Regions from separate parts of the Oryctolagus cuniculus genome. Here region 1 is linked to region 2. A link is a contact called in public Hi-C data. All regions are on one chromosome and are shown on one strand. Each heading gives the region's core, a stretch centred on a gene start, on an enhancer-like site or on the middle of the called end of the contact. The rest is flanking DNA. Distances are from core to core; before and after follow the strand shown.

Region 1 (5,751 bases), core at 1,773-4,272, 200 kb before region 2:
TCAGCAAATGATCGCATCCGAAGAGGGCTCTTGAGAATTCCGTTTACAGCTGGCCGATCAGAAACACCCGAGGCTTGGACTTCCGAACTGGGGGTGGTCTTATGGGACTGAGCCCCTGACCTGTGGGACCTGACACTGACTCCAGGAGGACGCAATCAGAACTGAATTACAGGGTAGGATACCCAGCGGTATTCAGAGCGCTGGCGAATTGCTTGGGGTACCCGAAGCACCGTGACACTGTAGAGGAAGGGTACTGCCCAGTGCTCCTGAGTGGCTTTGCTAACTTACTGCCTGTTGAATTTACTCCTGCCTCCTGTTCTCCTGGGGATCAAAGCCCAAAGGAGACTGTCAGACACAGGGGGCATACCCATTGCAGGAAGCTTTGCAGCCTTCTTCAAACTCCTCGTGCCGCAGAACCTGCCAAGGGAGTTCAGACAAACGACACAGCTTTACTTCCACTGCACCCGGCGAGTGTAGCTCAGACAAAAGGTCGAAATACAGGTACTACCATTTGCAGGCTTTATTTGTCCAAGAAGAAGAAGAGAAAGAAGGAAGAAGAAAAGGAAGAAAAAGAGGGGAGGGGAGGGAAGGAGAGGGGAGGAGATTACCTTCATGCTCTTCCTGGGCTACTTGGCCGATTGGTTACGACCCCCCATTCTACATCAGAGTGCCTGGGTTTGATTCCCCGCTCCAGCCTCCCTCCAATGCAGTCCCTGGGACGCAGTGGTGGTGAAGCACAGCCCGATAGCCAAGGCCAGGCTACCCAGCAAGCCGTGACATCAACTGAGGCTAGGAAGCAGTGCCGTGCTGTGCAGTGGGGAAGTCCGGCCCCAGCCTCAGAGCAGGCTGGGTCACTGACGATCTGGGCCTCGGCCTCCAGGATGCCGTGGCGGCGAGTGTGTAACTCACTAAAGCAGCTGCCACTGACCTCAGACACGGCAGGCGCCTGTGCAGGAGGCTCTGCGCCAGGTCAAACTCTCAACGCTTGTCCTGAAGACTCAAATCACAGCACGAGACGAGGTCCCTACAGCACCGTTCTCGACACATCGCTGCCCTGTGCGAGGGTGTTGAGCAAGCTCCCTCCTCCCAGCAGCATAAAGTCCAAATTCCTCGGCTCGGTGCTGCTATCAGAAGCAATCCCAGCCTCTAACCCTGATACCCCAGCTCCTCAAGCCCAGCCCTGGCTAAAGGCAGACACGACTGCTGTTTCCCAAACACACCCTATCCTCACATCGCTTATTCAGTGTGTGTAGTGTAACACCTCCCTTACATTTTTTAAAAAACTTGGGTTTGGAATTGTGGCACATGCTGGAATTTCCTATCAAAGTGCTGGTCAGAGTCCCGGCTACTCTGCTTCTGATGTGGTTTCCTGTCAAGGTACCTGGGAAGGCCACGCAAGTTGGCCCAAGTTCTTGGGCCCCTGCCACTGATCCATGTAGGAGACTTCGTGGAGTCCCTGGCTCTTGGCTTTGGCCTGGCCAAGCCCTGGCTGTTGCAGCCATTTGGGGAGTGAGCTAGCAGATGGAAGATCTTGCTCTCTTTCTCTTCCTACCTTTCAAATAAATGAATTAAATAAATCTCTACAAATCTTTAAAACTTATTATTTTTTGAAAGGCAGAGAGAGAAAGAGAGAGAGAATCCAATGGTTCACTCCCCAAATGCCCACAGCCAGGGCCAGAGCCAGGAACTCAATCCAGGTCTCCCACGTGGTTAGCCAAAACCCAGTTGCTGGGGCCATCGCTGCTGCTTCCCAGGGTCTGCATTGGTGGGAGTCGGAAATGGAAGCCAGGCACTCTGATGTGGAACTGGGGCGTCTTAACTGTTGGCTATACGCCTGCTCTCCCCCCTCTAACCTTGATCTTGGAAATCCTATCTATTTTTAGAGGTCAATTTGATTATTTCCTGATGACACAGGTTGGGAAACCTGTCCTTTTGTATTTTTATAATAGTAACACATAACACGTATCAGTCAAAATCCGACACAGAGAATCACGCATAAACCTCACAACAACTCCATGATCAAGAAGAAAATACAACAAGAAAGAGCTCTGTAGTGTTCTACTATCACTTAGGCAATTAGGGCTTTCAGTTCTGTTCTATGTACAAACTCAATGGCCACCCCACCCTACCCCAGATCATGAGCTCTAAATGAGGACAGATACCAGGCTCACGTGCACCTTGTTGCAAAAGCTCAGCCTTGCACCCCAAAACAGAGCAGACATCTAAAAACTGACAGTTGGATTCCCAGAAGGCTGTCTGCAACCCTCCTCTTCGGCACGGCCTCGGCACCGCCCAGCGCTCCTGCACCTCTGAAGAGGTCCTCGCTGGCGTGTTCCCTACCTCCAGCTAACCAGGAGCTCCCAGGGAACGTCCACTTAACGTTTTCCAGCCCAAGAACCGTTGCAGAATCGCTTCTCAGGGCTGGAGAGAGGCTGCTATCGGGTACCCGGGAGGAGAATGGATTCCGACCCCCCGCTTCGATGTGGGCTGATGAGAGGACCCGGGCACTTACGCAGACAGGCTGCGGAGCCCGAAGGGACCACTCAAGCCAGCCCTGTCAGGAGCAAAACCTGTTATTCAGGTACCTACACTGAAAGGCTCCCCTTTCGGAAGAGACGGAGTTCCCGTTCGTTGCAAGAGCGATCTCTTTTTGTCTGCTCACGTCGCTCCGACCAGGCTGCGAGCTCGCCAGCGGCAGAAGCTTAACAAATACTTGCGCAAGAATTTTGTGTGCCAGCCCCCTCCCCCGCCAAAGGCCTCCTAACCCCAAATCGGCAGTTCGCACCGCTTTGCGCGGCGCCCACGGCAAGTCCGGAGCCTAAGCCGGGCCCCCATCCCCACCCCTCGCCCGCTTCCCGTCCAGCACCTTCATTCCCAGGACGTCGCGATAGAAACGCGCCGTCTCGAAGCGGTTTCCCACTTTGAAAACGAAGTGCAGAGCTCGTCGCGATGCCATGACTCCCGCCGCCCACACCGCCGCCGCGCGCCGCCAGCGCCGCCCCGCCCCGCCCGCAAGCCCAGCCTCGCGCCGATGACGCCACCGCGGCGCGCGCTCGTGACGCAGCTGCCGGCGACGGGAAGATGGCGGCGCTGGCGGGGGTCGCACGGCGGGGCCTGCGGCCGTTGCTGTCGCCGGCGGTCCAGGCTGGCGCCCTGGATGCACGGCGCTGGGTGCGGGCGCTGCGACGGAGCCCCGTGAAAGTGATGTTTCCATCCGGACAGGTGGTGGGACGGAAGCCGCCCCGCACGGCGGCGTCCGAGGCCGGTGGCCAGGAGCAGCGACAGAAACAGCCGCCGCACGTGGCCGCGTCCGGGTCGCTCAGCACTTGGGAAGAGACCGGGCTTCGTTATGATAAGGCTTTGCCTGGAGACCGGAGGCTGAGGTGATGGGCTGCTGGGGCTCCCAGCGGGACCCCGTGGAGGACGTCCCCCCGGGACAGCGCGCTGGGTTTTGTTTTGCGCGGAGTGTCCGTCTTCGGCATGCGTTTGTTGCTGTCCCCGCGAAGCCAGGTGGGTCTCAGAAGCGGGATGCTGACCGTCACTCGTGTCTCTCTGTTCCCGCCCACAGCAGTGTCATGACAATAGTGAAGTCCAGGCCGTTTCGGGAGAAGCAGGGGAAAATCCTGCTGGAAGGTCGCAGGCTGATAGCGGACGCGCTCAAGGCTGGAGCGGCGCCACAAGTTTTCTTCTTCAGCCGTCTGGAATATATAAAGGAGCTGCCGGTCGAGAAGCTTAAAGGGGTCCGCCTCGTTAAGGTGAAATTTGAGGATATCAAGGATTGGTCCGACCTGGTAACGCCGCAAGGAATAATGGGTCAGTGGTGAACCCAGCTTGGGCCTCGGGGTAGAGACCTAGGCTGGCTTGCGCGCTCATACTTGTCTCACGGCAGCACATTTTAGTTAACCCAGACTCAAAATGTAACTGCCCCGTCTTTTCTTAAGACCCGCAGAGAGCTCGAGCTGTCGCCTCGCTGTGCTTTGCCCTCCGTGTCCCAGCGGCAGCGGCAGCCACTGTTCCCCTGCGTCTGTATTTCGGGTCTTCGTCGTCTCCAGGAAGAACTGGCGGTCCCAGAGCTTGCACTGTTAGGTCACTTCTTCAGCTGTCCTAGTAAAAACCGAAGAGAAGGTTTGCAGGCAGGTTCAAGCCCTCCGTTCACAGAGCCCCTGCCGGTGTGTTGGTGGCTGGCCGTTAGCCGCCTTGTTCCAGAAGCATCCCTGAGGAGGGGCGCACTTGATTGCCCTCGTTAGCCCAGTGAACAGAAAAGGCTCTCTTCATTGGATTGGATCTAGCTCGAGGTTTTATGTATCTGTGATGTTCTTGAGCACCTCAGGCTAAATATGGGGGAAGATAAATTCTTTATACCTTGTTGCCGTTGGAGTTCTAGTTAAGATCTGAGGCCCAAATGGCAGCAAGTGTGGAGGCTCCCCTTGGATGGTGAGGGGTAGTTGGAGGAGGGAGAGTTGTCATCCAGCTTGTAAGGCCAGGTCAGGACTTTCCACTGAGCGTGTTTCATAGTCCACGTGCTGGGCTCCCAGATTCCATCCTTGAACTCTGCGGCCCCTGGTTGGGAGAGGAGATTTTGGGGTGCTGGTCTCTGAAACCCAGTGAGTCACAGGTATCTGTGCCCCTACACTCAGAACTCTTAGCCCATGGGGTGGAGACTTGGAATAGGAAAGAACCTGGAGTTACACCGAGTGTCCGTGTCTGCTTGCTGCCCCTCTTTAATTTGCACCGCGTGCGTCAGTGAGAGTCATTCATTTGTGCCACGCTTGTCGCCTTGGGCATGTGTGCTCACAGTGGCCGTCCACCTTGGACTTGTGGCCTTCATCGTGACGACTGTTTTCATCATTTCATGACTTAAAGATTGGTATTACCTAGCTTCTCCGTGTGATGCTGTTGTGGATTTGCGGAGGGTAGAGAGAGAAACGGATAGCACTGCCTGGCCAAGCTGAGACGCTCTGGAACCCGTGGGCACAGCGAGGCCTCTGCAAGTAGCAGGTCCCCTCACAGTAGATGCTCAAGGAGAAGGGAGGGACATCTGAGGCTCACGCCCCACTGAATGGCCTTGTGGCCATCTGTGCAGGAAAACAATGCTCATTTATTTTATATTTATTTGAAAGGCAGACAGAGACAGAGATACATCTGCTGGTCCCCTCCCAAAATGCCTGCACCAGTCAGGCCTGGGCCGTGTCGGAGCCAGGAGCTCAGTCTTGGTCTCCCATGTGAGTGGCAGGAGACTGCAGTAGAGTAGCTGGGACTGAAACCCAGACCTTTAGATCCAGGTATGGCCGTCCCGGTGGCGGTTTAGCTGCTGTGCCAAACCCCTGCCCCGAGTGTGGGATCTTCACGGCTCCCAGATGCCCAGTGCCATTCCATGGCCCCGACAGGTGGTGTAAACTTTTTACCTGCATTGTCTCTTGGAAAAATCCTCAGTTCTTTCTTGTTTCCGTGCAAGTACGGTCATTCTTTCCTAACCCCAGAGACCATTTATTGAAGTAATTATATACAACAAAATGTTCATAAAATTTTCAAGACTATGCAGTGCCTTGTGAGCATTCTTTAAAGGACTGGGATCTTTATTTGAAATCAGTGCATGTGAGGAGCTTTGACTGGTGCCCGACCTAAACAGTGCTGGTTGCTGTCATCGCCTCTGTGGTCAACGCCGTGGCTGGGCAGCGCATCCATGACAGTGACTTCGTTACACCAGGCGTTTCATGTACCCTCGAGCCATTTTTGTTCTAGTATCATAAT
Region 2 (6,241 bases), core at 3,595-6,094:
AGCGGGCACCACACTGGCCCTAAGCCATCCCTTTGTAGAGGAAGAAAGATGACTGAGAGCTTTAACCTGCAAGTACTTACTCATCCCAGTGGGCTTCTGGCACACCATGGCATCTCCCCAATGTGGAGTGGTTGCCTTGCAGCCCAGAGTTTAGTGATCTGGGTCATGCACCTTTTTCCAAACACTTCAAGTTTCCCAGTCAAAGGTTCTGGGCAGAAACGTAGAGGACCGATGAATTTGACCTGGGATCCTTTCCTGGAAACACTGCTACGGTTCACTTCAAGTGCTGCTGACCAATGAGATATGGCACAGATGTCTTCGTCTTGGAGGGACCCAGGGCTATCCAGGGGGATGTCTGGGAAGCAGAGTATGATATGGCAGCATACCCAGATGGGGCAGCCTCTGCCCAGGAGCGATGCCTGACCTATCAGTTCTTAACTGGCGCCTTCCGGGGCTGGTGCTGTGGTGTAGCAGGTAAAGCCACCACCTGTGACGCTGGCATCCCATGTGGGCGCTAGTTCCCAACCCAACTACTCCACTTCCTATCCATCTCTCTGCTAATGGGCCTGGGAAAAGTAGCAGAAGATGGCCCAAGTGTGTGGGTTCCAGCTACCCACTTGGGAGACCTGGATGAGGCTCCTGGCTTCAGCCTGGCCCAGCATGGGCTTTTGCGAGCAACTGGGGAGTGAGCCAGCGGATGGAAGAGCTCTCTGTCTCTTCCTGTCTCTCTGAAACACTGACTTTCAAAGAGTAAGTAAATCCTTTTTTTGAAAAAGAAAAACTAACTAACTAACCAGCACCTCCAGTCAATCGCTCTGCAGGGTTTCAGGTGGGCCTATGTTAAAACAAACACTCTGGGGTGGCCAGTGCAGTGCAGAGGGTTAAACCACTGCCTGGGTGCCCACTTCCCGTATCAGAATGCCAGCAGCGAGTCTCAGCTTCTCAGCTTCTGCTTCCGTTTCCAGCTAATGCACCTGGGAGGCAGAGGAAAATGGTTCAAGTACTTAGCCCCCTGCCACCCATATGGGAGACTTAGAGTTCCTGGCTCCTGGCTTCAGCCTGGCCTAGTCCTGACTGTTGTGGGCATTTGGGGAGTAGATCAGCCAATGCAAATCTCTATGTCACTCTGTCTTCCAAATAAATCTAAAAAAAAAAAAAAAAAAAAAAAAAAAAAAAACGAAAAAAGAACTAATACCCCGCCTTATGTGACCACATATGAGAGGCAGCACAGGATGGAGCAACTCCGGATTCACTGGGTTTCACCTCTGACCTCCACTCCTCCCAGCAGCGCGAGGCTGGCCCCGTGGTGGTGGTGGGGGGGGACCCGCCACCTCCTGGGAGCACTGTGGCTGCCGCTCCTGTCCAGCTCCAGCTCTTGCTGTAAACCACTCCTTCCCCGGGTCTCTCAGCCACCATTTTCCCATCTTCCACTCCTCGGGTCGGGGGACACTGGTCAAGGCCCTTTAAACACAGTGTCGCTCGGCCAATGCTAACTGCCTACAGTGAGTCAGCTGACTACTGGGTCTCATGTGGCCAGGCCTCGAGCCAGCGACTACTCACACACAGCACACTGCACTTCCTCCTTCCACCCTGAGGGCTGCTCACTCTTCCTCCTGGGCTCCATCTGACTGCACACGAGGGCAGGGCAAGGCAGCTGGGCTCTCATAGTCAGGCTCCTCCAGTTCCGCACACTCCCCAGACCCTTCTGGGGATGGGTCCTCCAACTCTCCCTGCAACCCTCCCTGCGAACACAAGTCAGCTTTGTCCCCTGCTCTCTCTGAACCCCTCAGTGCAGTTCCCACCTGGCCTCCCTGTGGGCAGAAAAGACGCCTCAGGGTGGAGAACGCAGGCTCCGCCCAGAGACACCACTTCTCACCTTCAGAATACACTTGGAGAGCTTCCCACTCCCTTGTTCCACCTGTGGGAGGAGACAGCAGCTCAGGCTCTCCCTGTCCCCTCCCCATCCATGCCGGGCCAGGATGCCCCACACAGGGCATTCTCCGTGGGGGAATTTCTCCGTGGGGGAATTTCATTTCTCCGCCTGCTGGCTTGGATCGTTCCTGACCACCGAGGCAGCTCCTTCCTTTTCGGTCGGATGACCACCCTCTAACAGGTGGCACGGATGAGCTGTTTACGCCGTCCCTTTCTCCACAAGGGCCTTGCTTTGACTGGGACTTGCCCGAGAGCCTGTCCCGACATCTTGCGTCCAGCTTGGGCTCTTGAGAGTTTGTCAAGGATCAGGGCTGGGACCCCTCATTTATCTGGAAGGCGAGGGTGGCTGGCAGAGTGCTGAGTTAGGGCCGCCTGGGAGAAGTGTTTGCTTCTTGCTTGCAAGAAAGGGCTAAGTGGGCTGTGTTGTGGTGCAGTGGGTTAAGCCGCCAACACCAGCAGCCCATACCAGAGCGCCAGTTCAAGTTTCTGGTTGCTCTGCTTCCAATCCAGCTTGCTGCACTGTGCCTGGGAAGGCAGCAAAAGATGGCCAAGTCCTTGGGACCCTGCACCCACATGGGAGACCTGGAAGGAGCTCCTGGCTCCCAGTTTCAGCGTGGCCTAACCCCTGTCATGATGGTCATTTGGGGAGTGAACCAGGAGATGGAAGATATCTCTGATTCTCCTTCTCTGTAACTCTGCCTTTCAAATAAGTATTCTGCTGTTCTCCCAGTTTATCAAGAGGGAGCTGGATCAGAGGTGGAGCACCCAGGACACGAATGGGTGCTCACACGGATGCTGGTACCACAGGCTGCAGCTTAACCTGCTGTGTCATGGCACCAGCCCCAATACATAAAGCTTCAGAAAGAAAGACAAAAGAAAGGTCTGGGCTAGAAATCGAGATTTAGGAGTCATGGGGTGGGTGTTTAGCACTTAAGACACTGATGTCCCATACTGGAATGCATGAGTTTGCTGGACTGAGTTCCTGCACCCTGGTTTCAGCTATTTCATTAATTCGGTGAGTAAACCAGCAATGAGGCTCTCTCCCCTCGACTTCCTCCCTCCCTCTCTCCCTTCCTTCCTCCCTCCCTCCCTTCCTTCCTTCCATCCTTCCTAGATTTACTTTATTTATTTGAAAGACAGAGTTACAGAGAGAGGTAGAGAGAGAGAGAGAACTTCCATCCGTGGGTTCACTCTCCAGATGGCCACAGTGGCCAGAGCTGTGCCAATCCGAAGCCAGGAGCCAGGAGCTTCCTCCAGGTCTCCCACGTGGGTACAGGGGCCCAAGGACTCGGGCCATCTTCTACTGCTTTCCCAGGCCATAGCACAGCGCTGGGATCAGAAGAGGAGCAGCCTAGAACCGGCAGCCATATAGGATACTGATGCTTCAGGCCAGGGCTTTACCCCACTGTGCCACAGCGCCGGCCCCAACCCCCAGCTTTCAAATAAAATAATGAGCTACATAATTTTTTTTTGACAGGCAGAGTGGACAGTGAGAGAGAGAGACAGAGAGAAAGGTCTTCCTTTGCTGTTGGTTCACCCTCCAATGGCTGCTGCAGCCGGCGCGCTGTGGCCAGCGCACCGCGCTGATCCGATGGCAGGAGCCAGGTACTTATCCTGGTCTCCCATGGGGTGCAGGGCCCAAGCACTTGGGCCATCTTCCACTGCACCCCCTGGCCACAGCAGAGAGCTGGCCTGGAAGAGGGGCAACCGGGACAGAATCCGGCACCCTGACCGGGACTAGAACCCGGTGTGCCGGCGCCACAAGGTGGAGGATTAGCCTAGTGAGCCACGGCACCGGCTGAGCTACATAAATTTTTAAAACGCAGGAGTCGATGAGGCACTGGGAGTAGCAGGGAAAGCTGTGAGTGTGGCCAGCCTGCCAGGCGGAGGGAGCTGCAGAGGAGCAAGTGCAGAGGCCGCGGCAAAACTGGGAGAGGGGGGCTCCCTGGAACTGGAGACTTCACAGGAGGGAGCAGTCAGCCAGGCCACAGGCAGCCGTGACGTCTAGCAGCGTGATGTGTGCGTGGCGCTGAACAATTGGGAAGTCACTAGGAACCTCAGAGTGAGGATGGCCTGGTGGGGGTACAACAGTGAATCTCACATCAGCTTAGAAAACTCTGGGTACGGGGCCAGCGCTGGGTGAGCAGGTTAAGCCACTGCTTGCAATGCCAGCATCCCATATGGGTGCCAGTTCGAGTCCTAGCTGCACTGCTTCCCAAACAGCTCCCTGCTAATGCGCCTGGGAAAAACATCAGAAGATGGCCCAAGGGCCTGGGCCCCTGCATCCACATGGGAGACCCGGATGAAGATCCTGGCTCCTGGCTTTGTTTTGCAAGCTGCAAAAACACGAGCATTAGTGCCCAGCTTGCCACAGGACACCAGCCCCGCGGGCAACAGCACCAAGCACGGCCTGGCTGGCCCTCCGTACTGGACCAGGGTCCGTCACTTCAGATCCCAGATCCTGACTTCTCTTAGCTGGGCTAGCATCACTCTTACTGCTCCGTTCTCTAATTACTGAACACATCGCTCCTTACATACGGTTATGCCATTCCTCCACGTTTAATCTGCAAAGCACTGCCCGTCACCAACATTTCACATCTTCAAGGTCCCAACGCGGACGCGGAGAGAGCTCGGCAGTGCGCACGCGCCCCCTGCCGGCCCCTGGCCGCACTGCAGCCCGCGGGGCGACGCCGCTCGCGTCCCGCCAGGCGAGAGCTCTGACGCGCTCCAGACCGGTTCGACCCGCGAGAGCACGCGCAAGGCCTTCTGGGAAATGTAGTTGCTGTTCGGGTTAGCGCTACCAATGCCGGCCCACACCACGCCGCAGCCCCAGAAGGATGAGGGCGCTTCCCTGTGACTGAAACGTGCCTGTCTGTGCCATTGATTGGGACTGCTTCAAAAGCTTGATTCGGCTTTCGGGAAACACGATAGCGCTCTGGCCAGGTACTCCCAGGCCGATGTCGTCTTCCGCAGCTTTCCCGCTGCGACGAATCTGCCGTTGAGATCCAGTCGCTCGCTTGGCAGGAAGTTTGTGGAATCTGCTGTGGGAAGAGCGACGCGGGGGCTTCCCGGGGCAGCTGCTGTCATGGCGGCGGCCGCCCCCAGCGCCGGGCGCTCAGCGCCCGCGGCCGCGGAGCCCGCCGAAGCCCCGCTGCAGTACAGCCTCCTCCTGCAGTACCTGGTGGGTGACAAGCGGCAGCCGCGGCTCCTGGAGCCCGGGAGCCTGGGCGGGATCCCGAGCCCGGCCAAGAGCGAGGAGCAGAAGATGATCGAGAGGGCGATGGAGAGCTGCGCCTTCAAGGCAGCGCTGGCCTGCGTGGGAGGTGAGGCGCGGCGCGGCGCGTGGGCCCGGGGAGGCGCGGCGAGGCGCGTGGGCCCCGGGGAGGCGGAGGGCTCGCGGGGCCGCGGTGCAGACGCGCGACCTCGGCTGCGTTCCCGTCGCGCCCCGGTGACCTCAGGCTCTGGCCCCGGGGTCAGCTTGGCCTTCGGAAATCCGAACGGGGAAGCAGGCCCTCTGAGGGAGGCGGCCAGGCCGTAGAATGGGTGACTTCGTTCATTCTTCATTCATTGCATCCTTAATTCAACAACTTGTTGCTGAGCAACTGGCCTGCGCCAGGCCGCGGAAACAGGGGGTGGGAGAGGCAGAGCCTTGGTCCGGTGGAGTTGAGGTTTTCCTGCTCAGAGGAGCAGGTGGACGGGGGGCTTGGCCGAGGAGCTGCCAGGAGGGAGCAGGCAGCGGTGGGCAGGGGCCGGAGGAGGCTGGCCCTGCCCTCTGGTTCTCTCTCTTTGACCTGTGGAGGCTATGAGGACGGCCCGAACACTTCACGGGCACGGGGTAGACTGGCCGCGTGTGTGCTGAGTTTAAGTCTCGCTGAGAACGAACGACCTGTAAGAAATGAGTGCTAGTGAGAAAAAGAGAGAGAGAAGAGGGATTCTGCTTTGGGGGGGTGGGGGGGTGGGAGGCCATAGCAGAGGTGAACCTCAGGGCTGAGAAAGGGGAAAGTGGAGGCGGAGATTTGAGCTCTGCGCCCACGCGCACAGGCCTTAGCGTGCTTACCGGTAAAACTTTGTTTTTTAGGAGAGTGCTGAAGGGCACCCGGGGTGGAGTGTGGGGAAGGAGGAGAGGCTGGGTGGGATGGCCGTGGAGACGGCTGAGACAAGCTCGAGACGGCTGAGACAAGCTCCCCTTGGCCTCCCCTGAGTCTCTGACGCTCCAGGGTGGGGGTGATGGAGACGCGGCTGTGGACGCAGATGGCCATGGTCGTGCTTGGAGAGCTAGGCTGAAAGGGTTTGCCATCTTCTGTAGCTG

Evidence for each region. A called contact is a pair of places that touch in the nucleus more often than the background predicts.
Region 1: a Hi-C map of skin fibroblasts shows a contact between it and region 2, with 6 times the contacts expected there. The contact joins the promoter of GLOD4 here to the promoter of TIMM22 in region 2. A contact is called at or near these places in 4 of 6 Hi-C or Micro-C datasets (ear pinna, embryonic fibroblasts, skin fibroblasts and 1 more).

What each region holds. Positions count from the first base shown.
Region 1 is chr17:46,417,527-46,423,277 of mOryCun1.1, reverse strand. GLOD4 (glyoxalase domain containing 4) reads right to left here and starts at 3,022. Exons shown (of 9, transcript XM_051824572.2): 1 at 2,867-3,022; 2 at 368-417. The coding sequence starts at 2,956. It overlaps MRM3 (mitochondrial rRNA methyltransferase 3), which reads left to right and starts at 3,048. Exons shown (of 4, transcript XM_017348913.3): 1 at 3,048-3,383; 2 at 3,569-3,813. The coding sequence starts at 3,082.
Region 2 is chr17:46,219,561-46,225,801 of mOryCun1.1, reverse strand. TIMM22 (translocase of inner mitochondrial membrane 22) reads left to right here and starts at 4,844. Exons shown (of 4, transcript XM_002718896.5): 1 at 4,844-5,255. The coding sequence starts at 5,018.